Regions from separate parts of the Zea mays genome. Here all the other regions are linked to region 2. Evidence: chromatin contacts called from public Hi-C data. All regions are on one chromosome and are shown on one strand. The core of a region is the stretch at or near the end of the contact, and the rest is flanking DNA. Distances in the headings are between cores, read along the strand shown.

The links. A called contact is a pair of places that touch in the nucleus more often than the background predicts.
Region 1: a Hi-C map of leaf shows a contact between it and region 2, with 3 times the contacts expected there. The contact joins the promoter of LOC100192842 here to the promoter of LOC541708 in region 2. A contact is called at or near these places in 8 of 25 Hi-C or Micro-C datasets (bundle sheath, ear, endosperm and 3 more).
Region 3: a Hi-C map of bundle sheath shows a contact between it and region 2, with 3 times the contacts expected there. The contact joins the enhancer-like site here to the promoter of LOC541708 in region 2. A contact is called at or near these places in 4 of 25 Hi-C or Micro-C datasets (bundle sheath, ear, leaf and 1 more).
Region 4: a Hi-C map of bundle sheath shows a contact between it and region 2, with 2.7 times the contacts expected there. The contact joins the promoter of LOC100278716 here to the promoter of LOC541708 in region 2. A contact is called at or near these places in 2 of 25 Hi-C or Micro-C datasets (bundle sheath and ear).

Annotation. Positions count from the first base shown.
Region 1 is chr5:31,420,713-31,424,020 of Zm-B73-REFERENCE-NAM-5.0, forward strand. LOC100192842 (Protein NRT1/ PTR FAMILY 5.2) reads right to left here and starts at 1,758. Exons shown (of 3, transcript NM_001138032.1): 1 at 1,571-1,758. The coding sequence starts at 1,700.
Region 2 is chr5:31,597,136-31,600,574 of Zm-B73-REFERENCE-NAM-5.0, forward strand. LOC541708 (eucaryotic initiation factor 7) reads right to left here and starts at 1,708. Exons shown (of 5, transcript NM_001111447.2): 1 at 1,334-1,708. The coding sequence starts at 1,572.
Region 3 is chr5:31,840,826-31,843,881 of Zm-B73-REFERENCE-NAM-5.0, forward strand. LOC103626186 (a long non-coding RNA gene) reads left to right here. Exons shown (of 2, transcript XR_552754.4): 2 at 197-760. Among protein-coding and RNA genes, the nearest start is that of LOC103626186, 3.4 kb to the left of the region's middle. Within about 2 kb of position 1,771, at least 8 of the 20 cell types and tissues checked have an H3K27ac peak or open chromatin away from gene starts, as enhancers often do. A contact at or near this core is called in bundle sheath and leaf, where this site is marked.
Region 4 is chr5:31,746,207-31,749,312 of Zm-B73-REFERENCE-NAM-5.0, forward strand. It overlaps LOC100278716, which reads right to left and starts at 1,596. Exons shown (of 1, transcript NM_001328336.1): 1 at 1,036-1,596. The coding sequence starts at 1,441. The coding sequence ends at 1,193.

The sequences.
Region 1 (3,308 bases), core at 508-3,007, 180 kb before region 2:
CCCAACTTGACGAGACAGACACATCCGAAAGGGACGGCATGCCAAAGCAAAAGAGACTGCATACTACTCTCTAAATCCGACGACAAAATCTCTGAACAAGTTGGCCGAAATCTCTGAACAAGTTGGCCGTGTGTGGCCCAGCCTTACAATTGTTAAAAGATAAACTGCATCTGCATGTATGTATGTAAATGGCAAGCTACCCTATGACAGAGGCACACGCGACATCCATGATCCATACGTACGTCTGAGATAATCTGAAACGGACAAACAGAACACGGCGCGTGCCCTTCGTTGTCACGAGGGAGCACAACACCGAGCCGAAATCTGGGTGGAAGCTAGCGTGCGAAAGCCTCGATCGGTACAAGTCTAATAGTTCCAAACGCTTGGTGGCAGGGGCAAGCATCCCCCAAATTTCTTCCCCAGCACTAGCAGTTACCTGTGCTTTTCGTCAGCAACAGCATGGTTAAGAACCAGCCTGGCCTTAGGTGGGAGGGTGGGAGTTTACTGGTGTTTGTTTGCTTCCCCAGTTCCAAAAACAAGGGCGTCGTTTTCTTTTTTCTTTCCTCGTGCGTGGACACAACTTTTAGACTATCTCTAACAGACTTCTCATCCCATTCTCAATCTTACTTTTTATTTCAAACTTTACTCTACAAACATTACAGTTTATAATGAAAGACATTACTTTGTACATCCATTTACACGGCCTGCTGAAGATAGCTTTGTGGGGGGCAAGCTGCTAGCAAGCGTACTTTGAGAATCCCTTGGTTCTCACTATCTTCAGCAGCTTTTCTTTATATATCCCTTTTTCATTGTCCCCACTAAAAAAATATTATCTCCTGTATTTGTTATTTACCTCTTTGGGGCGTACTCTATATCTCATTTCTTTATACATAAATATTTATATTAAAGATATATTTCGCTCAAGATGCATCTAGCGTCCCCAAAAAGAATGCTATACTATTAGTACTATAGTAGCACTAGTAGTACGCATTGCCTCAGCTCAGCTTGCACGGAGACAGACAGACAGACAGACACTCCCAGTGTCCCAGCGCGCATAGGCCTTCTGTGATGCTACTCTGGCTCAGCATCCTCCGTCCATCATCCATGGAGAAACAGCTCTCATGCTCACGTACATGGCGTGTCTCGCGCTTGGGCGCGGCCGCTCGACGGAGGTCGACTGGTACTACCGCAGAGAATGCGGCCGGGGTGACGGTCCGATGGGCAGCACAGCAGCTAGCGCTCTGGATCCAAAGCCAACCACATGGCTGACTGTGATTGGCAGGCTTCAGCCTGACTGCCTGCCTACCGCCATGGATCCTGTTCCTACAAAGTACAAACCCGTCTGGGGCCTCCAGAGCTACTAATTAATCTGCAAGCTAGCAGCTTGTGCTACTGCTATCTATCTACGGCATCATGTTAGCCTGTCTAGTGCGTGTTTACGTACCCCAGACACCCAGCCCGGCCGGTTTGATTAGTGGAAAATAAAACAGAGTCTGCTGCCTACAACTACAACGACGAAGCCGATAATCCGGCCGGTAGTATGATTTCCCGTACGTACGTACGTACGTACCTACAACGAAGCCGCATGCTTTCCACCCTCCCCGCTTGGACCGGAGCACCGGGTTCCCGTGGAGGTCCACCGTGCCGTCCTGCGTGTACTCATCGTCGTCGCCAGCGCCCGCCTCCAGCCTCTCCGCCATGGGGTGACCTGACCTCTCTCTCTCTCTCTCTCTCTCTCTCTCTCTCTCTCTCCAGCAGCTCCAGGCCGCTGATCTAGCTCGTGTGCCAGCTCTAGCAGCTGGTGGGCGCGCTTTATATAAGCCCCGGTCCTCCACGGGCCGGGTCAACGTGGGACTGAAACTGTGTGTAGGACTAGGAGAGCTGCTTTTCAGTTTCCATTCAGGTTTGGAACTCTTCACTTCGGATAAGCTACACTCCATCGACCATTCATTCATTCATTCATGCATGGGTTAACAAAGCTTATTAATTAGTTCCTCTGTTCTAAGAGCAAGTACAATAATGAGCTCTAAACCTACTTACATGACATTTTTTTCTTTTTCTTACGTGGAAGAGAGACATCAAAAGGTAGAGGGAGTTGGCTCTAATGTAAGAGCTAGGTGATACATGAGCTTTAAGATAAAAGGATGAAAAAGAAAGTGACAAGGGATTCATCTAAGAGCCAAGCTTAGAATCAATTTTATTATATGAGTGTGATTATTATTGACAATAAATGACATGGTAAAAAAGTTAGAGCCAACAACAAGCTCTATTATTAAACTTACTCTAAGGATATAAGGGCATGTACAGTGGAGAGACACCAAAACGGTTCTCCAAGCACAGGAGAGAACTAAGAGACTCTATTGTACAATGGAGTGTCTCTAAACGTAGTCTGTTAATAAATACAGAATTAAATGTATTTGTATAGCATCAGATCGATAGAACAGACGACAAATTCGTACAGTGGGAAGTGAGGCGTCTGTTGTTACTTGGTTTACGAGCCAGATGCGTCTCTTCACGGAGAGACGGCTCTAAGATTTTTTTGCAAATAACCCCCTAAAACACCTTAAGAGCCCCCACATTAAACACCACTGTACATGCCCTAAAGGATAGTAACTTAGAAGTTGAAAGATTGATTCAATAATGCATCAATTAATGCAACGGAAACTGTGCTAGTCTAGTATTAGTACGTCCGTTTCAAACAAGGCCCCTGGGTTCAACTCCGGGCCTCTCCGGCCGACCAGCTCCCAGATGGCATGTGTGGCGGCGAGCGCAGGGCATATCACCGGTCGCGAGCAGGCACGCGTAGCGGCGTAGGTATCTCGTGTGTCGATTGCTGCGGCCCTAGGCTAGTAGTAGGCTAGCCCCCGATCGAGTGTGTCCACGCGCAACGGACAAAGATGAGTAGTACTACGTCGTCGCCTCGCCAGGATCCGGCGGCAAGCAGAAAAACCAGCTCCAGTAGCTGGGGGCGGGGTATCCATCGATCGGACGAGTCAACAAGACAAGTAGCCATGCCCCATGCAGTAGGCTCACTTGCCCAGACATCCTGGCCTAGTCCGGATTGGCTTGAGATGAATGAAGACTTCTCAGCGCACGAGCTAGATTGGCTGATTGAGATGCAGACGAAGAATCCGACCCACCCACCACCCAACTGGAACGGGCGGGCGGCGGCTTGTTGGGCGTAATTTATACACGGCTTCGATCCCACCTGTCGGAGATCACGAGGAGGATCTCCCATTCCCATGCATGCGTCGACCCGTTCCACGGCAGAGAGAGGCAATACTATATATATAATATAACGACCATAG
Region 2 (3,439 bases), core at 458-2,957:
CTTACAACAAGGAATACCATATGGAGATGAGTAGATGACTATGAAGAGAGGGATCCCCAGATAAGAAGACTCAACGGCCCAGCCTCCCTACCCACATAGGCCCCACCTAGTCCCATCCTCTTTTGATTTTCCAGCTCTCCCATCCCACACCGGCACACCCCATCCCCACCTCCATTCGCGCCTCCTCTCCCACACCCACGCTTGTCCATTCGCCTCCTTGCCGGCACTTCGCGTTCCTGGCTTCCTCCCTCACCCCATCCTTGAAGAGATCTTCGCTCCCCCATCCCCACCCCACCACCAGCCTCCGCTGCCAACCCTGTCCAGCGGCGCCTCCATTGCCTGCCCACCCCCACCCTCCCCAAATCCCAAGTGGAGAAGCAAAGCCCAGCCCCTAGCCCCTGCTGCCAGTTTGGCCCAACCGCCAGTCAAGCCGCATCCCCTGGCACCTATACCCTTCTAAGGTTAGAAACAGTACAGCTCCCCCAACCCAAAACCTTAAGCCAGAGCTCCCTCGAGACGGAGGTCGCTGAAGATGTAAACCAATGGATTTGGCTTCTATTTCCTTCTTCCTTTATTGGTTTTGGTAATTCTGACAGTGAGTTTACTTTCGCTTTGGGCTCTCGATTTAGGGTCTGTTTGGTTGGGCTGTGGCTGTGAAAAAAGCTGTTGTGGGCTGTGAGCTGTGAGAAAAGCTGCTGTGGGCTGTGAGCTGTTAAAAATCTAAAAAGTGTTTGGTGGAAACCACTAAAAGTCGCTAAAAGTTTTTCCATATATATTTTCACAGTTCCATCCAAAAGCCGCTAAAAGCAGGTCCAGAGGTGCTTTCAGTTTTACATTGCAAGAAAGTCGGCTTTTAGAAAAAGCTGCTTCCTAGATCCAGCCCTTTGGTTTGGCTTTTGGCTTTTAGGAGGTAAAAGCCAAAGTCAAAAGCCAAACCAAACACACCCTTAGCTTAAATCAAGAGGCTCCCACTTCAGCTTTTACCATACCCTATATACACACAACTACACGGGACGGCTTACGTGAAAAATCAGCCACGGGCAATCAGCGATTAGGCAATCAAATCCGACGCAAACAGGAAACAGCGATACCATGAATAAACAAGATCTAATCGAATTTGTCATATAATCGTTTCAAATTTGTTGGCACTAAGGTTACCTAGAACCCAATCTACTGTATGGACAGCTCCCGCCGCCACATGAACGGCCAAAAACACGCACATAAACTGGTACCCACTACCCAGAAACCACCACGGCATCCAGACCAGATCAGAACGGGAGTGATCAGGAAAGGGAACCGGGCCATGAAGGTATCCGGCGCATCGCCAACGTACCTCCAGAACTCCTCAACGGTGTCGAAGGTGTAGGCCTTTTTGAGGGAGGTGCCCCACGCAGCCCCGGACTTGGTCTTCGTCTGGATGTCGTACCAGAAGGTCCACTGCCGGTGAAGCTTGTGCGGACCCTTCGCCTCCGTAGCGGCTCCGGCCTCGGGCGCCGCCACCTCAGGGGTCGTCGTCGCGACCGCAGCAGCTGGAGCCTCGACCGCAGTAGCTGGAGCCTCGACCTCCGCCATGTCGCAGCGCCGCCGTTTTTCGAGGGGTCTTTTCTGGGAGGGGGAGGGGGGAGGTCAGGGTGTGACCGTGTGAGAGAGAGACGATACGTGAAGGGTTGCGGCGGACGAAGATACGCGAAGGGGAAAAACGGAGAGAACGGAGAAGGCTTCCGGCTCTTTGAGGAATGAGGAGACGAAGAAAAAAAGGCGTGTTTGGAACGCGCGTGTAATAAGATTGGGCTCCGGCCCAGTTTATGTTGGATTGCACACAAATCTTAGCACACTTCTTTTTGCTAGCTTAGAGCATCTTCTCAAACAGATCCCTATTAACGCTCCGGCCCAGTAGTCTCTATCTCAATCTTAAATCTTAACTAAGTGAACGTCTATGCGTTGTTACGGAGTAAACATATTATAATAAATATATTAGAATTAAAAATACTAATTACTATTTTATATTCTTGTTAGCATCTTTTAAAAGTTACGAATTTGTACATATATTAAAAGCTTTACACATCGAACAAATCCAACATATACAATAAAATGAATTACTCATCGGCCACTCACGTAACCTGCTCTAGTAACCCGAAGCAACCAAAACAGGGCAATGATCAACAACCACCTTGTGCTAAGGTAGAAAAATAACAAGCAGAAAGTTATAATACAAGATATCATGCATTGCATGAGTACAAGCACATGTAGGTTTACCAAATAGGTCTGTTATAAGGAAACAAAACTTGATGCAACTCGTAGATGAATCAACAATTGTTCTGTGGACTGAAGGAGAAACTGCTTGAGTAAAGAAAAAAAATCAGTTAGCAGCACCTAAAGGTCCTTCGACTTTATACAGCTTTCAAGTATATTTTAATTACCTACGTAATCCCAGTGTTTCGACAAACAGGAATGTTCAGCGTACAACTTTCAAGTATATTTTAATTGATATTAAACTTTATCACCGAACTGTTGATGATGTCCTACTTAAATGCTTGGGCCAAGATGATGCTATATTAGCTATGGTCGAAGTGCATGAAGCGATTTGTGGTACTCATCAATCGACTCCAAAAATGAAGTGGTTGTTGATAAGGTCTAGTTTCGATTGGTCGGACATGATAGATGATTGTTTAAAATATTACAGAGGATGTCAAGTATGTCAGAAGTTTGGTGATCTACAGCCAGTCCCCGCAGCCGAACTACATCCTATTATCAAACCTTGGCCCTTAGGGGGTGAGGTTTGGACTTTGTAGGAGAAATTCATCCTTCATCATCAAAAGGACATCGATTTGCGTTGGTTGCCACAGATTACTTCACCAAATGGACCGAATTCGTTGCTCTAAAGAACATGACACAAATTTGATGTTCCCCAAACTTTGACTATAGACCAGGGGACTTCTGTTATGTTAAAGAAGATACGTGAGTTTGCTGAATTATATAAGATCAAGTTGCTAATTTCATCTCCATATCATGCTCAGGCCAATGGACAGGCCGAGTCTAGTAATAGGATGTTGATTAGCCTTATAAAGAAGAAATATCTAATCATCCTAGACATTGGCATAAGGTTTTGTCTGAGGCTTTGTGCGCTCATAGAATATCTAAACACCATGCTACTAAGTCTCTCTTTTTGACCTTGTTTATGGATAGGAAGTTGTTTTGCCTGTGGAGATAAGCCTAAATGTTGTTAGGTGTGCCAGGCAGAATGATCTAGCATTCGAAGATTACTATAATTTAATGATGGACAATATTGATGAAGTAACCAACAAGAGATTGGTGGCTCTAGGAGAGACTGAGAAAGACAAGATGATGGTTGACAAAGCTTACAACAAGAAGGTCAAGGCTAAGTCATTCCAGGTAGGATACTTGGTGTGGAAGACCATCTTGCCACTAAGAAGTAGGG
Region 3 (3,056 bases), core at 521-3,020, 240 kb after region 2:
CTCAACGTTAACCACGAGAAGTTATTATATTACACCTATTTGAATGCAATTCGTATTTGCAGCACTAAAATTTTATCTTCCAAACATTCAACTTTGATTAAATATACAATACATAATTAGTATTATTCAATATATCTTTGGATCTATTTTCAATAAATTTATTTAAAAATATAAATATCACTAATATTTCTTATAGGACGAGGTCCTTTATACCATCGTCCCTGCTAGCGAGACAGGAGGTCCCAGTGGAGCGGCTAAAGCCGAGGGTCGAGGCACAGGAGAGAGGGAACTAGGCTCTCAAGTAAAAGTACCCGATCGGACTAAACCCGCAAGAGAAGGTGAAGCTGGAGAAGGAGCACATGTGGTTGTTCATGGATGACAGCATCAAGGACCTCGCCAACATTTCCATGGAGTAGATCAACGCCACCGAGCTCACCAAGAACGATGTCGACATCCGGTTCAAGTGTACATCCACTCTGCGCCTGCTGCAATGCTGATTTAATTGTTGCTCTTAACACAGCCATTTGCGATTCAGTTTTTGACAACTCTGATATTTAGTCCTTGATGCACTATTAGATGATTGTGTCGTGGTATTTGAGATATGTGAGCCTCATGATGCAGTATAGTTGCAGGAACCTGCTAACACAGCTTCACTTCTAACTCCCTCTCACTGTATTTCCCTTTCTTTGTAGCTATAGCCTTTTACCAAACTTGTCACTCATTGGAAATTTGGCCTACAACATGAATAACTTGGGTTCAAGTGAGGCCTTGTTCGTTTACGTCGGATTGCACCCGAAATCGTTCCGGCTAATCAAAGTTTATATAAATTAGAGAAGCAATCCGATTAGGAATCGTTCCGACCCACCAATCCGGCATAAACGAACAAGACCTGAAGGAGTAGGTTGTGTGCATGGTCGCTGATTCCAAAAGGGGTTGTGGCGTTGTTTTTGGAGCTGAAACATTTCAGGTTTTCTTTGTGAAGGACGGAAACGACCTGTGTATAGGTTCACATAGATTTTGTTTCTTCCCTCCTCTTTATTAGCAACCTTAGTTTTCAGTTAATATGTTTAAGTAGGTTCTATTTAATTTGTTGTTTGCCCATAAGAAGTTTCATATTTTTTGGAAAAACATATTATATGAATCAGATTTAAACGGATGGATAGAGTTTGTAGATTATGACCATCCTTTACAGAATCATTTGTGATTAGCGATAAAGAAAAGTGTTGGAGTGGATGTCACGTGGAATGAAAAGTTTTCTATTTCAATCTATTAGAATTGCAGTATGCCCTGCATACTAATAGGACACATTTGAAGTATAGTGGAGCTTGTGCAATGAGGTGTTCCAGTGCTACCGCCACCATTTAAAATTTGGAATAATGGATCTATATTTTAATTTTTTTAATTTGTTTCTTCAAAATTTGTTCAGAATAAAGCACCAACTTTTACAGTTTCTAAGTTACATATTTATCATAGTGATGTTTGTTATCCTTTATCTATATTTTACACTAATTTTTAACTTTCGTGGCAACGCATGGGCATATATATCTAGTTTAATATTATTTTTATATCAAGGATTAGCTTTAAGGGTATTTCTGCAAAGTCCCAAGGACCTAGGTGTAAGGATTCTCCATGGCCTGAGGATGGCAGGTTGATTATGCAAAAAGGTAGGGGCTCTTTATCAAAAGTTCAATCTTAGATCAGCGACACTAGTTTAATCCACGAACTTCGGCTTAATCCTATGCGTTCGCTTCAATCCCGATGGCCCAGATTGAATTCGTCATGATCTAATATTATCCATTCAATCCAAATTGGACGGCACCTGGATCTTCTTCCTCCCCCGTCCACAACCGAGCTGGCTCCCATGCTTTCTGTGGCAGCGCTTTCACCGGCTCGACGTCCAACCATTCCCTGGTGAACTAATCACCCTCGTATGAAGCTATATGAAGTAGGCCTCGCGCGAAAAGAGTAGGGACTTCTCACTGACGTTTAAGGCGATGACAACACAGCCCACTGCTCGGTGCAGAACCGTGGCGACGACCCAGTTCCAGTGAGAAATTCCTTGCTATAGGCAGATGTGTCTTATGCGCAAATGAGTGCTATAGGCAGATGTGTCTTCTCACCGTCAGTTGGGGCACGGCGGATCCGCTATAACTTCTGTACTCCGGTGAGAAATCACCACGCGCTGTCGACCTCCCATATCCTGGAAACCCTTTTGCACGATCCTCACAACCCAGCGATGCTCCCAAACCACCCCACCTGTTTTGAATGGCCCCATAGGCGAGATTCCACGGTGGCGGTCATCTTCTCTGTGTTCTCTCTCTCCCTCGGTCCCTCCCTCACGACTTTACTCCGGTGACTTTGAGGTGGCACATATATGGCTCGAGGGTGGCAAGGCTCCCACATATATACTCTAGGGCATCAATGACCGAGACCTCCCAACTAAATGACTGATTTCCTATGGAATGTGATTGGGTACACAAAGTGCTGAAATTTCAGAATGCAGGGAAATCTGTCACTTTATATGGTGATGATGTGCATCAGGTTTCAGCAATTCAGGAAGTATCAGCACTACAAGTGCAAAAATGGGTGACAGGAAATGACATTTGGGCCATGGTCCTAGTGGAGTCTACATCTGATTCTGGTATTCAGACTAATAAAGCTGATATTCAGTTGTTGCTACAGGAGTTTGATGACCTGTTTACTGTCCCCACCCAGTTGCCACCCATGAGACAGTTTGATCACTGCATACCACTAATGCCTGGATCAGTGCCTGTAAACTCTAAGCCTTACAGGTACTCCCCCTTTCACAAAGATGAGATAGAAAGGCAGGTCACTACACTACTGCAGGCTGGTTTGATCACCCCTAGCACCAGTCCTTTTGCTTCACCAGTCCTTCTAGTTAAAAAAAAGATGGACCCTGGCGTTTTTGTGTGGACTATAGGAAGTTAAATGATCTCACTATCAAGAACAGATTTCCGATGCCCCTAGTGGAAGAAATTTTGGAAGAACTAGCGGGTACACAATATTTTACCAGTCTAGATTTCACTGCAGGCTAC
Region 4 (3,106 bases), core at 346-2,845, 150 kb after region 2:
ACTCCGCCTCGCCCGACACAGGGCTCGGACTCAGCCTCAGCCTCGGAAGACGGTCTCCGCCTCGCCCGACCCAGGGCTCGGACTCAACCTCGACCTCGGAAGACGGACTCCGCCTCGCCCGACCCCAGGGCTCGGACTCAGCCTCGACCTCGGAAGACGGACACGACCTCGACCTCGGAGGAGCCGCCACCTCGCCCAAACTCGGGTCCGGACCGGCCACGTCGCCAGGGGGGCCATCATTACCCTACCCCTAGCTAGCTCAGGCTACGGGGAACAAGACCGGCGTCCCATCTGGCTCGCCCCAGTAAACAAATAATGATGGCGCTCCGCGTGCTCCATGACGACGGCGGCTCTCAGCCCCTTACGGAAGCAAGGAGACGTCAGCAAGGATTCGACAGCCCCGACAGCTGTCCTTCCGCAGGGCTCCAGCTCTCCTCCGACGGCCACGCCATCACATGAACAGGGTGCCAAAACCTCTCCGACTGCCACGACGGCATGTACTTAGGGCTCTAGCTCCTCTCTGCTAGACACGTTAGCACACTGCTACACCCCCTATTGTACACCTGGACTCTCTCCTTACGCCTATAAATGGAAGGTCCAGGGCTCTCGTATGAGAAGGTTGGCCGCGCGGGAGAACGGGCCGGCGCATAAGGCTCTCGCTCTCTCCCACGCGAACACTTGTAACCCCCTACTGCAAGCGCATCCATCCGCCCTGGGCGCAGGACAACACGAAGGCCGCGGGTTCCCCTTTACTGTTCTCCCCTTTTGTGTCCCGTCTCGCGCCGACCCATCTGGGTTGGGACACGCAGCGACAATTTTCTCGTCTGTCTAGGGAGCCCCGGGGTCGAAACGCCGACAGTATGTAAAAGATGGTGTTACATCGGGTATCTACAGAATTTTTTCCGTTGTAGATGGCTTTAAAGAGCTCTTCTGGTCGCGTCGTGTTCGAGAAGAAATAAAACATCAGGCAGTTGGATACAGGTGTGGCACATGCGTAAGCCTGAACACGGGACAGAAGCCCTCAGAATCAGCTTATAATAATATATAGAAATCCATTTCTATTCCAAGCTTCAAATATATAGCTCCACACTAAAGCATCATCATGTACATTGAGTCTATGGCTGTAACAGCTAGCTAGTAATAGTCACCGGCAATTAGTACAGTAGCGAACATATAAGCACTGCTGCACGAGCTACAAGCGGTGGTGGGCGCAGGGGGCACTGCCGTCGTCGAAGTTCTGGTAGTAGCTATGCAGGTCATACCCGAACCTCACCGCGGTTCGCCTCGGCCGCGCTGCGCGTCTTCTCCAAGAGCGACTCAACCTCGACAGCAGCCGCTTCACCGCCGCAGCTGGCCGGCGGCCGCCGCTCCTGGCGTGGACGAGCCTCCCGCCCAAGCCGCTGCCCCCGGTGTACGGGCCTAGCAGAGACACCGCCGCCATGATCGTTCACTCAGTCGGTTCTCACAGGTCACGGACGCTCTTTGCCACTAACCAACTAGCTAGCTAGATGCTCTGTCTGCTTCGAGCTGGAGTAGGTAGGTGAGGTCTATCTGTGAATCTGTGTGCTGCAGCTGTAGCTTCTGAAGATACTGTGCAAAACGAAGCCTCCCATGCGCAGCTTTATAAGCTCGGATGCTGGGAGCATTCCGACACGCGTCGACCGAAGACGCCACTCGGACCCACCAGCAGCACGCACTCACGTACATGGTGACGAGGCAATCCACTACGGCGATCGTTCGAAAGGTCCAAGCAGCTTCATTTCATGCATGCTTTTGTAAGCCGCCGTCATGCTCGTGCAGTCGAAAGAATCAAAGAAAGACAACCGTCGACCACCAACAATGGAAGCATGTGTACTTGCTTTAGTGACGACGACCTCGATCGCCAGCTAGATTGCTAGCTAGAGGGATGAGAGAGGTCGGCCATGGCAACCGGCGACACGGCGGCACCTGAGCTGCTTCCTGCCCGTCCATAGCCGAACTGCCGATAAGGTCGGCGGCTTCCTGCCCGTCCTGCCGCTGGATCATGCCACGTGCACAATGTGTTTGTGTTGCCTGTTGCGTGGCCGACCTAATCGACATGCATGCGGCAGAGGTTGACGGGGATGTTCGTTCTGCAGAACTCTCGGAACCCCGTCACATCGAGACTAGGAACCTAGTAGAGTGTATTGCTGACGCTGAATCATAATAATAACAACTGGTTATATTAATAACCTAGAGTATTATTGGAAAGAGCACTCCAAGCCACTCACCAAATTGGATAATTAATAATAACTGGTTATTACTATTTATTTTTGGATAACCTTATCCTTGTACTGAAGATGACTAAAGCTTAGGACGTGGATATTTCTTTTACAGCTGGAACATGCATGTATGCTCTTCTGATATCTCCAAAAAAGAAGAGAAAAGATGTCGTCGAGCTGAGTCATCATCAATGAATTTCCACATCCTAAGGAAAGGGAAATGGAATACTAGTCCTAGTAGTGTTATGCTAGAGTGAAAATCTACAGAAAAGGCGGAGAGCCTTTTTTAGGGAATATTGCGAAGCTTCTATTTTGGAAATATCACGAAAATGTATGGTCAGTAAAATGGCGGTCGTGGAATGGCAGTGTATATGAAGGGGGCTGAGGTAGTACAAATCATCCAAGTCATCATGGTATCAGGATGAGTCATGAGTCACTTGACATGTGTTTGGTTTCGGAACGACGTGGATCCGGTCGAAGTCGACCCATTTTTCTGGATTGGGTCAGATCCGTTCCTTATTTGGTTTAAGTGACAGGTTAAACCTATTATCTTGTTTGATTACAGGGTTAAACTGGGTTGGAGTTGTACCATCTCTTGTTTGTTTCGCGATGAGGGATGAACTGAATATGGTCTCCTTCCTGGTCATATTACCACATTCAGGATGGTATCTTCAATTCATTCAATTCAATAAGATGACAACAATCAAAATAAATGAAACCGACACTATTTTAATATTTGAGAAATCCATAAGCATAAGATATACATAAATTAAAGCCAATATTAACCAAGTCATAAATTTTTAGTGATGAGGTCTCATTGTTACATTTCAGCCATAATTAAAGGAACCTCCCAACAACATCAAGAT